Regions from separate parts of the Anas platyrhynchos genome. Here region 2 is linked to region 1. The links are chromatin contacts, called in public Hi-C maps. All regions are on one chromosome and are shown on one strand. The core of a region is the stretch at or near the end of the contact, and the rest is flanking DNA. Distances in the headings are between cores, read along the strand shown. Region 1 holds the start of GRIFIN (galectin-related inter-fiber protein). Region 2 holds the start of BRAT1 (BRCA1 associated ATM activator 1).

The links. A called contact is a pair of places that touch in the nucleus more often than the background predicts.
Region 2: a contact with region 1 is called in a Hi-C map of subcutaneous adipose tissue, with 2.3 times the contacts expected there. The contact joins the promoter of BRAT1 here to the promoter of GRIFIN in region 1. A contact is called at or near these places in 2 of 8 Hi-C or Micro-C datasets (skeletal muscle and subcutaneous adipose tissue).

Annotation. Positions count from the first base shown.
Region 1 is chr15:15,256,599-15,260,733 of IASCAAS_PekinDuck_T2T, reverse strand. It overlaps GRIFIN (galectin-related inter-fiber protein), which reads left to right and starts at 2,302. Exons shown (of 4, transcript XM_027469470.3): 1 at 2,302-2,313; 2 at 3,183-3,262; 3 at 3,351-3,513; 4 at 3,940-4,135. The coding sequence starts at 2,302. The coding sequence ends at 4,104.
Region 2 is chr15:15,434,356-15,438,490 of IASCAAS_PekinDuck_T2T, reverse strand. It overlaps BRAT1 (BRCA1 associated ATM activator 1), which reads right to left and starts at 1,700. Exons shown (of 13, transcript XM_038186857.2): 1 at 1,373-1,700; 2 at 967-1,121; 3 at 128-272. The coding sequence starts at 1,550. IQCE (IQ motif containing E) reads left to right here and starts at 1,745. Exons shown (of 21, transcript XM_027468988.3): 1 at 1,745-2,009; 2 at 3,139-3,186; 3 at 3,810-3,852. The coding sequence starts at 1,968.

The sequences.
Region 1 (4,135 bases), core at 1,053-3,552:
TTTGGGGGAAAAAAAGGGAAAAGTTATGACAAAGAGCCAACCCAACAACCCAACTCCGACATCTGTCTTTAAACATATTCCTGCTCCATTCCACCTTGCAGTGGTGACAATGGCTCCGGAGGAATGGCACTACAGGCAGAGGGCAAATAAAGGCTCACCTGTAAAACCAGGCAGCATTTGGGCATCACTTACTGGTGAAACGTGTTTGCATCTTTCCCTGGCAGCTTTTCTTGCTCTTTCCAAAAAGCCAACAGGAAACAAACTGAATTTGGGAAGCACTGAGCATCTCTGAAATTGCTCTCCCTGAAACCAGAGCAGTGTGAATCCCCCTCCCTCCACCAGAGCTTCCCCATCTCCCCAGACACAGTTTGGCTGTGTTATTTTTTGTTCTCCCATGGGCAGCCCTGCAGAAAACCACAGCTCCCGGTGCCACTTAGCCTGACATTGCTTTTAGCAGCAGGGGAGGAAATTCAGTGCTTGTTGCTGGTAGTGGCACCGGTGGCTGCGGTGAGAGCTGTAATGGGACCCAGCTGGGACGTCACCCTGCCAGGCCAGGCTGTCTGCACGGATCTGTGGCAAGTGCTTGGTTTCATGAGACATAACACAAGCCTCCAGCAGTTTCTCTAGAGGCTGTGACTCACTGGTGAGCACCCTGTGTGGGTGAGAGGCAGGCACAGGGCACAGAAAGGAGCTGGTGTTTGCCCGGCCACTGCCTCTCTGGGCAGCACCCTACCCTCTGCTTTCCCACCACTCTGCAGCACTTTGACTTGCCCCGTGTTGCTCCACACTCCTACACACTTATTTTGTTAGCTCGGTTGTGCTAAACTCACTGTGATTATTTAGCTTGTAGCATGCTCTTTCCCATGTACACAGTTGCGATGCTGTCTGGTTCTGGCCACTGCCATGGGGAGGAAGCACCCCAAAGAGCTGTTTCTCCCTCTCTGCACAGCCCTTAGCCTGGCTGGCAGCAGAAACAAGCAGAAGAGGAGGACCTGGGGAGCAAAACCACATCTTTGAGCTCAGACCACAAGCAGGGGATACATACGGCCGGGCAGATGAGATGCCAACGTGCAGCACCCTGCAGCAGCCCGAGGAGGGATGGCCGTGTATCCCCACCACCAGCTCAGCACCTCCACGGCTGCCTTGCACGTCCCGATGCTGCCATCTGTAGCACGGAGCCCTGCTCTGGTGCTCCCTGACACAACCTTTTCTCACCGCAAGCACTGCCGTTTTGTAGGAGTCCAACTGGGCAAATCCCAGCCTGGGATTAGTTTTTTTTTTTTTTGTTTCAGCCCCCGGAGAGGCTGTTGGATTACATGCCTGCTAGATTGCGTTTTCAGTCATCTGCCAAGGGACACTAGAGCCTGGGACAGCAGCTCTCATTCTGCTTATCTGCTGGAAATAAAACAAACACGTTCAATACCATTAGCACTACGGACAAAGAGCGAGGGGTTTTTCAGCCACAAAAGCCAGGAATTTCTGTAGGACCATCCGGGGAGTGCTGCAGCCTCCCATCCATGCAGGGATGGGCCAGCATGGGCCTTTCATGCATTCACCCTCTGAAAATGGGGGAGTGGAGTAGGGGTGTGTGAAAATCCCTTTTCCTGGCTCAACTTTGCCCAGCTGTACATTATTACACACACTAATGAAAAAACCTCCCATCACCAGTGAAGAGCAAAATTCATTTCATCACTACCTATTTCTTGGCGCCTTTCCATGACAGCATATTTCTGACAAAAGCTCCCTCGCCCGGCTCCCAAATCCCTGCTTTGTTTCCAGCCAGGAAGGGAATCACACTGAGCTCAGCGCGGTGGCATCCCAAACCTGCTGGCCCCGCATCGGCTGGGACAGAGCTGCTGTCAGCTCGTTTCAGGCTGGGGCTCTGAGGGAGCAAAAATGCAGAGAGAAAATGAAAAGAGCAAAGAGAAAACAGACTCTATGGACTTTGCAGCAGACAGGTCTTCTGGCATCTCCTCCAGCTTCGGGAGCCCCCATCCTCCCTTTGTGCTCCCAGCACATCCACCCCATCACTGTCCCATGCTGCTTCCATCGTGTCACGGCTCCAGCTCGCCCTGCTGCCTTTGTGCAGGGCTGGATTATCCCTGCACGCCTCAGCAGGCTGACCCCACCGGGGGGAGCAGGATTTGCTGCTCCCCAGCACCATCCAACAGCCTGCACTGAAAAGGCGACCTGGGGATGCTGCCTCTGCTAATCCCTGTGCACAGGGCTCCCGGCCACCCGCCCCTATATAAACCCCCCCGACCACACACCCACATCTGCAGCAAGGGGCAAGCGAGCAGGATGGCACTGCGGGTAAGTGCCGGGGATGTGCTTAACCTGCACATCCCCAAAATGCATTGGAAATGGGAAACTGTGGCAGAGAAAGGCAAGGGGTGCAGGAGCGCTGAGCTATAGGGACCAGGAGCCAGGCACGGAGCTGGCAGTAGGAATGCCAGAGCTGGAGAGATTTTCCGAGCACAAGCAGTGAGTTTGGGAAAGGGAGATGCTCAGAAGTGCAAAATCATTAAAGTGCTAAAAAGTGCGGGGTGAAATGGCAAGCACTTCTTATTAAAATGAGTTATTTAATAAAACTATGAATTATTCAAAAAGGAACATTTTCCAGCTCGTTCTGTACAAGTTTAACCTTGGAGATGGGGGGAGCAGGTGGAACAGGAACAGGCAGGAGCTCTCGGGAAGGGTCCTCTGCCTACTGCTGGATGGGGACGGGCTGGGTGCCACGTTACTCTCATTCCTTTATCAGTCCTTGTTTTTTCAGAGCACCACCAAGTTCTCTGCTTAGCTTGCTTCAGATTTTGCATTGTCCAGGAGGGGAGAAGAAGCAGGGTGTCTTTGTGCTGGGTGGGATTTGCTGCCCGAGGTCTTTTATAGAGACCTGGATGGAATCAGGGAGCAGAAATACTATATATATATATATACACACACACACACTATATATATGTATATTTTTATATATATATACACACACTATATATAATATATATATAATGCAAGTCCCTGAGCTTATTTAGGAGTCAAAAAAGAGCAAGGGATTGAGAGCATGTCTATATGGGAATGGGGAGAAAAGGGAAGAGGGTGATAAAGATGGAGAAGTGTCTGGGGACGAGCTGGTGACACTCAGCTCCCCGCTGTGCCGTGCCTCACCATCACCTCCTTGCTGGCAGTTCGAGGCCCTGTACCCTGAGGGGATGTGTCCCGGCTGGAGCGTCGTGGTCAAGGGCGAAACCAGCTCCAGCACAAGCATGTAAGGCCACGAGCTGCTTGCAGCTCCCCCGGCTCTCAGGATCCAGTGGTGCCGCTCCACGGCTCCCCATCATCTCTTTCTCTTTTAGGTTTGAAATTAATTTCCTCAGTTATCCTGGAGACCAAATTGCTTTCCACTTTAACCCCCGCTTCGCCAGCTCCAGGATTGTCTGCAACTCCTTCCTGGCCAACCACTGGGGGAGGGAAGAGGTTAACAGCACCTTCCCCTTCGAAGCAAAGGAGCCCTTCCAGGTAGCCCTGCATCACACCACAGATGTCCATGGGTGGGACAAAGGGACACAGAAAATACCAGGGTCTTCCTCAGGGAGCTAGCCAGCCCCATACCCAGTAATGTGCCCTCTCCGGCTCTGTCCCCTGATTTTGCTGCTGACTTATACCCAGCTCTAGCACAGGCATGCACAGCTCCAGCAATAATCCCTGGATGCTGCAGTTGTCACCAATTTAAGCTTTGCGTTATCAACAGTTTCTGCTGTCAGAAAACAAAGAATTCAGCTATTCCTTCCTTTTACACAACAAAAATGTGTCCTGTCCACATGTCATTTTGGGGAGGATTTGCAGTATATCTTAGAAGCACTTGCCCTCACGTGAGTGCTCATGACAGCAAGCCTGGTGAGGACATGTGTCCACCCAGTGAGCCTAACACAGTCTCTCTTGCAGGTGGAAATCTACTCCGACCACGATTATTTCCACATTTTCATTGATGAACACAAAATCTTGCAGTACAAGCATCGGCAAAAACAGCTCTCATCCATCACCAAGCTGCAGATTCTCAACGATATCACCATTTCTTCAGTGGAAATCACCAAACGAGGCCTTTACTAGAGGAAGGAGGTGGGACAGCCCCACAGCCCAC
Region 2 (4,135 bases), core at 451-2,950, 180 kb before region 1:
GATAAATGGCTTTTTACCTTACATAATGTAAACTCCTCTCTCTCTCTCTCAATCAACACCTGAGCAACAGTCTGGAATGGAAGGGACAGAGGGAATTTGGGGAGTTACCAGTCCTGGGAGTACTCACCACTGTTGCAGAGGAAGTGGAGGGCAGGCTGGTGGTGCATCATGCTGTGCACGCCCTCCACCCAGCCACTTCGCACAGATGCATCTTCCCACACTGCCCTGTTCAGCGTCCCACCTGTGCCAAAGAGCCTGAACAACAGGTTCTCCTGCTGAGGACAGAGAATGCACACAGTAAACAGCAAGCAAAGGGATTTGAGGGGTGCAGAGAGGTTGCTCTGTCATCCAAGTCACTAACACGCTTTCATATCTTATGCTTAAATGCAACATCTCTGTCTTTTATAGACTAAACACTGTAAGTGCTTAATTGTTTGTTTCTTAAGATTCCGGGGAAAAACTGCATACACACAAATTCCATTAGTCTGCTTTATGTTACATGTATCTCCTCCCTGGAGAAAGCCTTTCAGATTCTCCAGTTTGTTCTACAAATGTACCCTGCTGTTAAAAATTAGGCTTTGCAGAGTTCCCACGTTTCTGCAGGAAATCAAAGATTTCCTTTCAACCTGAAGACTACATCTGTTATTGCAGTTTAAATCTAAAGGATCTGTCTGGGTATATGGGATATTTTGCAATTACTGTTAGAGATACTGTTATTCCGTGTACTGTTTTGCACTGAAACTAAGTACTACGTATCAACATTGATAGCGCTGTTTGGTGCAAGATGGCAATAAAATGACAGCTGCTTTATGTGGGAACTGAAGGGATAACTTGATTGTAGGTCTTCATAGCAGTATCACTGTTCTTGACTTGTTCAGTGCATGCAATATTGAAATAGAAATAATATTGGTACATTTTCACAAGTTCTCCGTAGAGGAGAAGGCAGAATTGAGGCACCTGACTCACCTGCAAGTGCTGGAAACAATCTTCGGAAGCTGCAAGTAACCCAGCCAGCCGCAGAGTGAAGGAGAGGATGCTCGGGCTCGGCTCTGGTAGCGCCAGGACGGAGGTGAAGAACTCTGTCAGACAGGGGTTGTCCTGCACCACGTTCAGGGTAGGCTCTAGAGCAAGCGGGGACAGAAAAGAGCATCACTGCCAGCGCTTGTGCCACAACCCCACAGCACTAAGGCTCGGGATGATTGTACCACACAGCCCCCTGACAGGAGCTGGGCTTTATTTGGAGCCCGGTACAGGCCTCAGGCACCAGCAGCGGTTCTGGAGGCCAGCAGCACCCCTGGGGGAGGCTTCCTGGCCCTCAGCCGAGCCCCGGCCACCCGCGGGCGGCGGCGGGAAGAGCCCGGCGGGCCCTCACCGAGCTCCGTCAGGTCCCGCAGCCAGTCGAGCAGCTTCTCCAGGCAGGTGTCGTCGGAGCCGGGCTGCCGCGGGTCAGCCAGGGCGGCGCAGACGCGGGGCAGGAGCTGGGAGCACTCGCGGCTCATGGCGAACCTGCGGCGGGCGCGGGCGACGAACCAGGCCTGCCAGGCCGACATGGCGGCGCGGCCCCGGCCGCCAGGCCCCGTCACCAAGGGAGACCGTAACCACGGCGACCGTAACCATGGAGACGCGCGTTGCCAGCGCTGGCCGTAAAGCGAGTGTCGCGATGGCCGTGCAAGGGCGGCCCGCTGCGCTGAGGGCCGCTGGGGGGCGGTGGCGGCCCGCGGCACGGCCGGGGCCCGCCGGGCTGCTCCCGGGGCCCGGAGGCGGCAGCGACGAAGCCGCGGCGAGGGCGAGGAACCCGTTGGGAACCCGTTGGCACCCTGCGTAGGGTTGCGGTCGGCCCTGTTGTGCCCACACGACGGGCGGAGCGCCGCTAGGCCGCCCCGCGGTTGCCATGGTGACCGCGCACCCGGAAGTGCCGTGAGGGGGAGGCCGCGGCCGCCCCGGCCCCTCTGAGGCCGCCCCCGGTCATGGCCCGGGGGGCAGGAGAGGCGGCCGCGGAGGGGCAGCTGGTAAGGAACGGCGGGGGCAGGGGGATGAGGAGGAGGAAGAGGAAGAGGGCTGCCGGGGCCCACGGCTCGGCCTGGGGTCGTGGCAAGGCCCGGAGTCTCTTCAGGAGAAGGGCTTCGGCCCCTAGCGTGAGGGGTTTTGTGGCCCTCTTCCTCTCCTTCCCCAGCCAGGAGGAAGCTTTGGGTTTTGCGCAGAGCCCCCGTGTTCCCTGTCCGGGATGAGCCTGCTCTGCAGGGGAAGAGGGGCTGTGAAGGCTTCCAAGGGTGTTCTTGTCAGGGCACCTTTATATCCTGCTGAACTGGAGTGTTTTTGTCATGGCATGTCTATATCCCGCTGAATGTTCTCTAGGGGCCGAGTGCCTTCTCGTTCTTTATCTGATTCCTCCTGCAATAGGTGCAGTTATGTGGAGAGATCATGCAGAGCGATTAAAAGGCCTTAAAAATAAAAAGAACCTCTCAGTGTGCTGCGGGGAACATTGCCTCAGGAAATTAAAAACTAGACGGCATGGCGCGTGAGACGCGTGCGTGCTTGCTCGCAGCCAGCACCAAATGCCGTTGTATCTGCTCTGGTGTTGTCAATCCCATCTCCTTTTCTGTTAACTGGGGTTCTAAAAAAAATACTTCACCCCCTCCCTGCCCCTCAGTGAGATAGATCAGCATCTTTCCAAAGAATGGTGCTGCAGCTGTAAGTGCCGTGGAGTTGGCAGCTAGTGAAAACGTTCTTTCTGCGAGGGCAGCCCACTTCCATATAATTTGAAAGAGAAGTGGAAATTTTCTTTCTGCTATGGATACGCTCACGTTTGAGAAGCAGAGAAATTTGTCAGCTTAATACGAGGGGAAATTAAACGTTTCTTTTTCATTCGTTAGCTGTGTCTTTTTCTCAGTCAAGTTATTTCTCCAGTCTAGTTTATTAAATGTTCCTTCCCATAGCTTAGCAAGGGAGGAATCACAGTGAATGTTTGTGTTAGAGCAAATGATACTGTGTTTTGTAAAAGTAGCAACTCATTTCCCATTTGAATTTGTTGTACTCAAATTCTGTCGTGACAGTAACAGAAAATAAAGTTTTCTGGACATGCATTATAACCACTTATTTGGAGAGTAGCAAACATTGCCGTTTGTGTTTATTTCCCAGGGAGATGACAGCCTGTCCGTGATAACCTGTGAATCAGATGCAGAAATGGTGAGTTTTATTAATGGCATTCTGCAGATAAATGCCTTAAAAAGGCCTCTCAGAGTGTTCTTTCACACGCTACACCCACGTGATGTCTCCTGATCAATAAGACATCCGTCAGAGAGAAGTAACAATGTTATTGCAATGCAGTTGGATATGAAAACCTCTTCTAATTCCAGCTGTAATTTTGGCTTCTAAATTCTCCTTCTCTAAATTCTTCTGGGGGCTGCAAATGATGTTTGGCTAACTAATCATTTTACAGTGTTTGCAAGGAATTTAGCAAGCCTTTCCTTTAGCTAAATGGTCCTATGGTTCGGCCTCTGTTTTGTGATCATCTTGGACTCTTGTTGTCACTTGTACTTAGTACTGATGGGGAAGGTCTTAATGTTATGAGCATGAATATGCTTTTTTGTAGCCTAAAACTACAGTAGTTACCACCTTAATTTTGGTGACTGTTGCTGTGGCCAATCCTACATGTACTTAATGCTACAGGTTTTGTTTTCTACACAGGTTTTGTGTTATTAGAGTAAGTGCTCTTAATATAAAATCAGAGTTGATTTTACAGTTATATGCTCAAGTGTTTGAAGGGTGGAATATTTTAAATATACATAATATATATTTTTTCCTTCCAGAAGTTAAAGAAGAGAATTCTTCACAAGCCTCCAAAGTCACCAAGTAAGAGTTGCAAAATCATTTCTTCTGCTTCCATTACACTCAACAAGATAGGTTTCTACAGGACACAGGAACTGCAAGATTTATTTGAAACAACACCTTATGATTCTCCCTAGAATTACTCATTGGCGTGTGCAGAGCACATCTATCTGAGATTTATGTTCTATAACTTGTGAAGTTAGATTTTTATAGGCTAAATATTGAAGTGTATAGCTTACTTGGAGTTCTTGATTATTTTCATATTATTATTTTTTATGTTATTTTTATATATTTTTCTAAGTGATAG